Linked DNA regions of Astyanax mexicanus: region 1 is linked to region 2. Evidence: chromatin contacts called from public Hi-C data. All regions are on one chromosome and are shown on one strand. The core of a region is the stretch at or near the end of the contact, and the rest is flanking DNA. Distances in the headings are between cores, read along the strand shown. Region 1 holds the start of kmt2ca (lysine (K)-specific methyltransferase 2Ca). Region 2 overlaps kmt2ca (lysine (K)-specific methyltransferase 2Ca).

The links. Hi-C and Micro-C count contacts between places; a contact is called where the count stands out from the background.
Region 1: a contact with region 2 is called in a Hi-C map of muscle, with 20 times the contacts expected there. The contact joins the promoter of kmt2ca here to the enhancer-like site in region 2. A contact is called at or near these places in 2 of 3 Hi-C or Micro-C datasets (both in muscle).

Annotation. Positions count from the first base shown.
Region 1 is chr6:52,115,893-52,121,184 of AstMex3_surface, reverse strand. It overlaps kmt2ca (lysine (K)-specific methyltransferase 2Ca), which reads left to right and starts at 3,975. Exons shown (of 60, transcript XM_049480857.1): 1 at 3,975-4,230.
Region 2 is chr6:52,073,471-52,078,567 of AstMex3_surface, reverse strand. The region is part of intron 2 of kmt2ca (lysine (K)-specific methyltransferase 2Ca); the gene reads left to right. Among protein-coding and RNA genes, the nearest start is that of kmt2ca, 41 kb to the left of the region's middle. Within about 2 kb of position 3,322, the one cell type or tissue checked has an H3K27ac peak away from gene starts, as active enhancers do.

The sequences.
Region 1 (5,292 bases), core at 2,726-5,225, 42 kb before region 2:
GAGCTTTGAATCAAAATGTCACACACACACATAACAGTTTTATACGCTAATTAATCTGACATTGAAGCTCTGTTATTTGTCTGGAAATGGGAAATGGGAGGTTCATTAAAGGTCAAGGATGCTGGTGAGGATGTGTAAAGCGGTCCAGGTGCAGGGGGAAATGAAATGGGCCTCGGCGAATGAAAGAGGGAGCAGTGTGTGAAAAGACAGCAGCTCACTGATTCTTTCACTGCCCTGCTTCCACACATTTCCTTTTACTGACTGATTTGTGTGTGAGTGTGTGTGTGTGTGAGACTAGGGGACGTGAGAAAAGGGTATCCTCCAACTGAAATGCAATCATGTTGGACCCATAAACATCATCAGCGTGCTGTAATTAACCTATTACAACCTTTTCACACAACTGATAAAACCACTGAATAAAAAAGGCTAATTACTAATTATGAGTTGTATATGGACTCGAGTCTCTGCTAAATATATTTTACATATTGTACACATAGCAATTAACTAGCTAGCTTATTTAATCACCTTATGGTTAACAATAGCAAATGTGGGGCTGAAGCGGTCTGAAGCGCTGCCACTATGATCAGGAGATCACTGGTTCGAATGCTGTACATTTAGCTTGCCATCAGTTGCCGGAGCCCTGAGAGAGCACTTTTGGCCTTGCTCTCTCTGGGTGAAAAGATGGCGCTCTTTTCCTTCATCACTCCTAGGGTGATGTCGATCAGCACACTGCATTTACCTCAGAGAACGTTGTGATGATACTCGGTAATGCTGCATCAGCAGCAGTTCAAAAAGAGGTGGATTCTGACTTCATATGTATCAGAGGAGGCAAGTGCTAATCTTTACCCTCCTGGTGTAAAGACTTGACATGGGACTTGACTTAAGACTTGAGTGGCAAGACTTGGGATTGACTTGAGACTTGCAGTTCAAGACATGGCACTTGACTTAAGTCTTGAGTGTTAAGACTTGGGACATGATTGTCAAGAGCTGGGACTTGACTTAGGATTTGCAGTTCAAGACTTGGGACTTGAATCTGGACTTAAGTGTGAAGACTTGGGACTTGACATGGGACTTGCAGTCCAAGACTTGGGACTTGACTCTAGACTTAAGTGTAAGGCTTAGGTGTCAAGACTTGGGACTTGACTCTGGACTTAACTTGGGACATGCAGTTCAAGACTTAGGAGTTGACTTAAGACTTGAGAGTTGACTTGAGACTTGGGACTTGACTTGAGACTTGGGACTTGCAGTTCAAGACTTGGGACCTGACTTAAGACTTGCAGTTTAAGACTTGGGACTTGACTTAAGACTTGAGCATCAAGATTATAAACTTGACTCTGGACTTGCAGTTTAAGACTTGGGACCTGACTTAAGACTTGCAGTTTAAGACTTGGGACTTGACTTGGGACTTTCCGTTCAAGGGAAAGTAGTGATTGCTGTTGGGCTTCATCAGAGGTCAGTTTGGATAATTTTCCTCAATAATTAAATGACGAATGCTGATATTTGCTTTATTTGTTTGATTAGCTTATTCTTATCCATGTTTAGGACTTTAGATCACCACTTTAGAACTTTAGAACTGCTCTTTGCCTTCACTAGCAGCCAGTTTTTGGCAACAGAAACACATATCTATTTTCTAGTGACAGTGACACTGGCAACACTTGTGTGGTTAACCCCCTCCCCCCTCCCCCACTAAAACCACTGTACCTAATACACTTACACCATTGTCCCTGCGTCATTAGTAATGACCCCCAACCCTAGTAATCTGGTCTATAGGTCTATCTGTGGTCAGAGGGTGATGGGTGGAGGTATGACCATTGGCACTTGACAGCAGATGGGCTGCTGTCTGTAATAATACACCTACTGAATACAGTGGACCTGTAAGGACCAGGGTAAGGAGGATAAGGCTCATTATGGGCTCGGTCAGTGTACGTTTAAGGTAGGGGGTTCTACAGGTGGCTGCTCAGGTTTTTAGGACTGCTCTGACGTACACTAAAAGGTAGGCCTGTGTCAGGACTTTTTTCCATTACTCTAATTAGTTGCACAAAAATGTAAGTGTTACACTCCATTTCCATCAATGAAATAGATTTATACTGAATGATTAAATACTAAATTAGGTGATAGTAAACATTATGTAAATTGCATATTATCACCATATGGAAGCCCATTCCCTCAACTCATTATTTTTAAATAATAGTAGATTGTACAGAAGCTATGTAAGGTTTTACTGGAGAAAAACAATGAATTAATATCTCAAAATAAACACAAGTTATCCTTTTGAAAACAATGATATATCTCAAATAAGTGAGATATCACAAGATATTGACTCAGTATCACAAAATAATGACTAAGTATCACAAAGTAATGAAATATAATTTTAAATGAACGACTTAGTATCTCAAAAATAATGACTTAGTATCTCAAAATAATGATATCCCTGGTGAAAAAATTCATCTCAAGACCATCCAGAAAACTTATACTAGCTTGTTTACTAGTTCTTGACCAGCATAGTGTATGATTTCTCTGGATGACCAGCTTGTGTTAATCTAGATTTTTTTTTTTAGCAGGGATCGTATTTAAAAAAAATGACATAGTATCTCAAATTAACAACTTAGTACCTCAAAATAATGAAATAAAATGATAATTTAGTATTCCAAATAATTACCCAGTATCTCAAAGTAACAACTTGGTATCTCAAAGTAACGAGTTAATATCTTAAATTAATAATTTAGTATCTCACAATAATGCCTTAGTATCTCAAAGTAATGAGTCAGTTAGTATCTCAAAGTAATGAGTCAGTTAGTATCTCAAAGTAATGAGTCAGTTAGTATCTCAAAGTATCTCAATGTAATGACTTTGTATCTCAGAATAATGAGTATCTTAAGATAAATCAGTCAATCAATCAATCAATCAATCAACCTTTATTTTCACTTGGGAATTTAATTCAATTCAATTCAATCCACATTATTTATATAGCGCTTTTTGCAACAAAGGGAAAAACAGGTCCACGCCTCTTATGATACATTGAGGGTGACCCTCTTTTACAATGGCGCCAAACATTTACAGTTTAAAAGAAATTGAAAACAAGTATATCAGACTAATGGCATATTTATATTTGGATAAAACCAAGACTAAAACTCTTTAAACTCCAGTAAAGTTAGTATCTCAGAATAATGACGAAGTATTGCAAGATAACAACTTAGTATCTCAAAATAACAACTTAGTATCTCAAAGTTTTGACTAAGTATAACAAAATAATGACATCTCAAATTTAGTATCTCAGAATAATGACTTAGTATCTCAGAGCAATGAATTAGTTAGTATCTCAAGGTAACAATTTAGTATCTCAAAATATCAATTTAATATTTCAAAGTATCGACTAAGTATATCATAATAATGGCATTTTTCTTAAATTAATCATTTAGTATCTAGTAAATATTGACTACGTATCTCAGAGTAAATAAATAATAACTCAATGTGATGACTTAATATCGCAAAATAATGAGATAACATCTCAATATTATGATTAAGCAGTTCACTTCGTAATAAGAAATACCTAATGGGTTGTTTCTATGGGCTATTGTTTCTAATTGGAAAAATGAATAATTTTATTTATAATAAAATTATTATTAATAATAATAATAATAAAGCGCCACTGTATCGCTGAGCTCAGAACCTGGCGTGACTCCGCTCCGCGCACCTCACGAATCCAGATCCGGGCTTTACACGAGTCCCGGCCATGACTGAAACGCCGTTTCACAGCTGTGCTGTCTTCATCCGCGGGGTCAGCGAGACTCTATTGAGACTTTTTTTCTTACGGTTTTACGCTGTTTATTTGCTAAATTTTCTTAACGTCGCTCGTTTGCAGGTCTTATACGTCTTATATCGGCGTGCCCGAGGTTTGGTGCGAGTTGTGCGGAAGTTTGGACAGCGGCGCCGGCGCGAGCGTTTAGGCGGGTCTATTTGCCGGTGCGGAGGAGCGGTGGTGATTCGGTCCCTCTTAAACATGGCCACCATGATGGAGTAAACGCTACAACTTTGAAATTCTGAGTTTTTCGGGGGGAAACTCTGTATATATTTGTGTTTTCTCGCCCGGAACGAGGAATGTTTCGTGTGGAAATATCCTGCCGACCGTCTGAACCGTATGAGAGCTTTGGGAAAAGTTTGTACTCGGATTACGAGCTGAATTAAGTTGCCTGGGAAGGAAGGAAAAACAGAATCGCATCTCTATACTCCGTAAGCTCGCGGTTTCCTTTAACTCTGGGCTGTTTGTGTTGATTTTATATGTTTTTAAAACATTTAGAGACTCGTAAACATCGAGGGCTGCGGCTCTGTGTTTATATAAACCCGTGTTTTGTGGCGTTAAGCCGCGTTTGAAGCGTGTTGAACAGTTAGGACTGGGGAAAGTCATACGCTGACACGGGTAGCGTTATAACTAAACAGCGCCCGTGCGGGTTAACCGCGTATACATGTTTATTTGGAGATATTTTAGCTGTGTTTTAGCTGTATTTCTGTTTTATTTGTAAATATAACCAACTAAAGCGGAGATAAACAGCAGCAGAAGCAGCAGCAGCACACCCCCACCCGCCCTCACTAACCGAAAGTGTTATTCAGCTCCAGATCTTTCACAGGGCAGGTCGTCAAGGAAGTAGAGCTACGATAACCTAGTTAACTAACGCTAAAGAGAGACGTAGATAGACTTTAAACTTTAAAAACAGGACATTTTAACCCAATTAAAGTCTTTATTCCTGCTAAACTACATGTAAAGAGAATTTACTGGAGTTTAAAGAGTCTTAATCCTGGTTTTAACCAAATGAAAAGTTGTTTAAATGCTCTATAGGAAGGAGGGGTGGGCAATATTATGATACTGTATCGATATCATGGGGGAAATAATGACGTTTTTCCATATATTTCATAAAACTAATTGACTAGACTTGGTATATAACGATATAGTGTGACATTATGATCAGATATGGGCGATATTATGGTACTGTATTGTTATAATAGTTAATTATGGCATTGTAATTATTATACAAGCTATTAAAATACACCAGTATTTTTAAAGCACATCATATTTAATATATAAAAAAAACAGTTTCAGTCTTAGTTTTAACAAATAAAAGTTGTTTATCTACTCTATAGGGAGTAGGAGTGGGTAATATTATGATACGGTATCATTATCGTGGTGTTAATTCTAAAATCTTTTCATATATATTTAATGAAACTATTTATATATAACGATAAAGTGTGACATTATATGGTCAGGTATGACATTTTTCTCAATAGTTGGGCGATATT
Region 2 (5,097 bases), core at 2,073-4,572:
TGTGAGAGTGTGTGAGAGTGTGTGAGAGTGTGTGAGAGTGTGTGAGAGTGTGTGAGAGTGTGTGAGAGTGTGTGAGAGTGTGTGAGAGTGTGTGAGAGTGTGTGAGAGGTTGTGTGTAGGCAAACAGCACAAGGTGAGGAAACAGTTAAAGTACACGGTAGGAGAGGGTTGGTTGTTGTGAAGTGTACGCGAGTGAGAGAGATGGCAGGTTGATGTGGCTGTGTGTGTGCGAGAGTGTGTGTGTGTGTGTGAGTGTGTGGCTGTGCAAGTTTGTGTGTGTGTGTGTGTGTGAGAGAGGGCTGGTTGTTGTGGAGGAGGTGTGTGGCTTTGTGTGTGCGAGAGAGAGTGTGTATCTGTGCAAAAGTGTGTGTGTGTGTGTGTGTGGTTGGAGGTAGTGTGTAGGCAATGAGCAGTAGAAGGTGAGGGAACGGATAAAAGTACATGGTGGGAGATGGTCGGTTGTTGTGGAGTGTGTGCGAGGGAAAGAGATGGCCGGTTGATGAGAGTGTGTGAGAGTGTGTGAGAGTGTGTGAGAGTGTGTGAGAGTGTGTGAGAGTGTGTGAGAGTGTGTGAGAGTGTGTGAGAGTGTGTGAGAGTGTGTGAGAGTGTGTGAGAGTGTGGGCAAACAGCACAAGGTGAGGAAACAGTTAAAGTACACGGTAGGAGATGGTTGGTTGTTGTGAAGTGTATGCGAGTGTGTGCGAGTGAGAGAGATGGCAGGTTGATGTGGCTGTGTGTGCGAGAGTGTTTGTGTGTGGTTAGATGTTGTGTGTAGACAATGAGCAGTAGAAGGTGAGGAAACAGTTAAAAGTACATGGCCGGTTGTCGTGTGTGTGTGTGTGTATGTGTGTGTGTGTGTGAGAGAGAGAGAGAGAGAGAGAGATAGATGGTATGTGTGTGTGTGTGTGTGTGTGTGTGTGTGTGTGTGTGTGTGTGTGTGTGTGTGTGTGTGTGATGGCCGGTTGTTGTGGAGGGGGTGTGTCCCGTCGCAGCCACTCGCTCCAGCCCGGGTTTTATGCTCCTCCCTTGGAGCTGGAACTACTTGTGCTGTAGCTTTTTTTTCCTCTTTTTCCTCCTCCTCTTTCACTCTCTGAAACTCTCACATGCTGTGGAAGGATGGCAGGAATAAGTTGTCTTGGGAAGCTGAGAGAGACAGAGATGGAGAGGGGGTCAGTCCTCGGTTTTCTGCCTGGGCTTCGTTTTGCTGTGTTGAGTTTGAGTGGTCTGGTTTTGTATGGAGTTCTATAACCCAGCTGAGCTGAATCTCCAGCTGAGCCTGACCTTGTTGAACCTGTATGGAGTAACAGAGTAAAGTTCTCAAGATCATGTTTACACAGATTCATTTAGACCTGTCACAATAATAACGCTTTATCAGTTTATCAGTGTTATATCAGTATATAGCAATATGAAACGTTTTATAATGGTAATAAAATGTTCCCGTTATTTCCAGATTTTTCCCCTAATAATATCAATATTTCAGGATTTTATTGCAATAATGAAATTCTGAACTATATAACAATACACTTAAAACTATTGTATTAGTTTTGTCCCACTTTATAATAAGTGTCTCTAATAAATGTGTAGTTACACATTAACGACCTATGTAATAACAGTGTAACTATTAGTAGAGTACGCATTGTTACAGATTTATTACACTTCTACAGGTTAAGTAAATGCACAAATGTAGGTATCTGTGTGTGTGTGTGTGTGTTTGTTTCTTTTATCTGGCATGTAATTAGGGCTGTGATTGTTTTTGAATACAAGAAATCATTATTTTTTTTTATAGGAGGATGGATAAAATATTGTGCTATCTGTGAAACTGAAATACATGGTTAATTACATAACCTGGACAGCTGTAAATAATCTGTAACAGTGCATACTTCATCATACTAGAGACACTTATTATCACTTTAATAATATGTTACTCCAACTGCATTACATGAATTGGCAGATTTATTTGTCAGAAATTTGTATGTACAGACGTCAGTTATTGGGAAGGCTTAAGCCCTATCCGGATGGGGGTCCTGGGATAATTTTCTCTTTTATTGGGAGTCATCTGTGGTTTAATTCCCGTCTGGAACGACCCTCTGTGTTTTTTTTTCCTCAGACGTCCTCTGAGAAAATTACAGGCTGAATTATCTTGACTGTTTTTTGCTGAACTCCGTGGTCCTCTGGTAATTTTAGTCCTGTCTGGATCCACATCTGAGTTTAAATATTTTTTCACTTGCAGTGAAAGGACACATCTGGATTAGCGCTGCAACTAATGTCTCTTTTAGTAGTCAATTTATCTGCTGATTTTTTTCTTCGATTAGTCGATTAGTTGCGGTAATTTTTGTCATGCCCTCCAATTGTACTTCCTACTGGTGAGGACAAGTAAACATTTAGATACCAAGACCAGTTTTGCATTACATTTTGATGGTTTGATGTTTGACCTATATTACACCAATAACTACAAAGTTCATTATAGAAAAACCATACACATGTGTATGTTATTTTTAGGAAATTCTAGGAGACTTGTGTGTAACTTTGTTTTTACTTTTATTTGAAGGAGATGCCTCTCAAAATTATTTTGTCTAATAAAATATATAAATGTATATATTTTAATCAGTTACTTTAAATTATACCTTAATTTTAATGGAGTGGACAGAGTACAGTATATCTGTAACACTTATCCAGCTCTTTCTCTCTCTCTCTCTCTCTCTCTCTCTCTCTCTCTCTCGCTCCATCACACATTAATGATGGGCCGACAATGACAATGTTTTTATTGGCGACATTGTCAATTACGCCGATTAATCGATCCAGCCCTACTCTGGATCAGTGCAGATTCTCAAAATCTTTTAAAATTTATTCTTAAATAGCGTCACTCTTTTAAATTCCTTTAAATGTCAGGATCCCCATGGGATTTTCGACCCCCAAGGTTAAGTATCCCGCCATAATTTTATTATCATTATATCAGTGGTTGAAGAATGGCCTTAAAATGAGTGTTGTTTTCATGCAATAGTTTCTAGGACAACATATCATCCACATTAAATAGTTAATCACAACAGATCTACGTTCATTCTTTCATATTAAGCAATACTCCAGCCTGGCGCTGCTCCTTAGCCCATTAATTATCATCTCATTGGACCAGTCACTTGCTGCACGGAGCCACTGGCCATGACTCCTCCCCCTGGGACCATGCTGACCCCCCGTCCCCTGAGGGCCACTCGACAGTTGTTTATTTTTTCTCCTGGTTACTCATTACCCCAAATCCCATCACTTGTTTACCTTGTTACCCCTTGACGATAGACTACATGTAAAATCCATTTGGAGCTGCCGGGCTCGCGGAGCCGAGGCGCGCCGGCCCCCGCCGTATGTTTTATTTAGCGAGCCTTCACTGTGAACATGGCGAAGGACCTCTCTCGGCCTCTCTCGCTCCCCACAGCTCTTGTTTCTTGTTCTCAGTCTCTCGCGGGTCAATGCATAATTTGTTTCTCTGTCCCATAAATCACAAAAGTCTGCTGTTGCTGGGATCGTTTTTACTCTGGATATCAAAAAAACGTGGATTCAGTTCAATGTTCATTTAAACATACAGTGTTAAAACGATGGTCACAGGTTAAAAATATTATCATAATTGAACTAGGGCTGTGTATTGACAAGAGCTTGACATTGTAGATGTTACAATTCAATTTATTGTGATTGTATTGCAGTTAGGGGTGGGCGATTTGACCCTAAAATAATATCACAATATTTTATGGTATTTTCGCGATAACGATACTCTTGTCGATATGACGAAACACTGCATAAAAAAAATATAAAAATCAAGAATACACTGCTGCAACAAATAAAAATTTAATTTTATTATTGCGTACGATATGATATATCACACCCCTATGTGAAATATTAAAAATACAAAACTTTTATCGTATTTGCAACAGAAGTCAATGATCAAGAATGTCATGATACTAATAATAAAGCACTCAATGTCTATATATATTCAGGATTAAAGTAAAATAAATGATACTGGACAGATATAATCTGTCTCTAGTAGATATCTAATGGGAAATGAGAACAGTGTGAATTTTCTTTTGCTAAAAACAGTAAAAAAAAAATTAGTATCCTGATGTGATAATTAGGGATTGGGGATATGGCACCATATTTCAGGGTATAATATTGTTCTCAAAATTAAAAAATATGGCACACCCCTAATTGCAATACTGTAAGCAAGGCGATATTTGGTTATATTGGCTTGCTGTAAATGTAAATCAAGGCTCTGATTGGTTTAATCTTTGTTGTGATTTATTTGGGCAGGTGTGAATACAGTAAATAAACTCTGATTAATTTGAATAATTTTGGTGTTAGTTTAATGTTAGACTTACACCTGAAACCAGATAGTAGTGAGCTTTGACAGGTGGAGCAGAAATTCAGAGACTCACTCATGTTGGCAGTATTCCACTATTTATTTTATTTATTTTTTTAGTATTTTCTGTTTAACTGTAATAAGCTTGGACTCATCATACCGCTCATTACAGAGTATGTACATTAAAGAAGTATGTAAAATAGCAAACAAACTGCCCCTTATGAAAACAATACACTTACTATTAGCTATTACAGGATGTGGACCAAAACAACCACATCAAGACTCTTGAGAGGAGGTGGTCATTCTCCAATCCCTAATGAACTCTGGAGAAGTTAGGTTGTGGTGAGAACATGATCTTTTTACATTACATTACATTACATTACATTTGGCAGACGCTTTTGTCCAAAGCGACTTACAATAGTCAAGTACAATGTAAAATAAGTTTAAAGGAAAAACATCTTTGGATAGGGATAAAAGGAGGACAAAGGGGAATAATAGGATAGAGGAGTGAAGGAGAGGAAGAAGGAAATGAGGTTAGAAGTAGTTAGTGTGTTAGAGGTGTTAAGAGAGTAAGTGCTCTTTGAAGAGCTCTGTCTTCAGGAGTTTATTAAAGATAGCGAGAGATTCTCCTGATCTGGTAGTAGAAGGTAGTTTGTTCCACCATTGGGGAACTCTGTATGAGAACAGTCTGGATTGCTTTGTGTGAATGTTTGGCAAAGCGAGGCGACGTTCACTGGAGGAGCGCAGCGGCCGGGAGG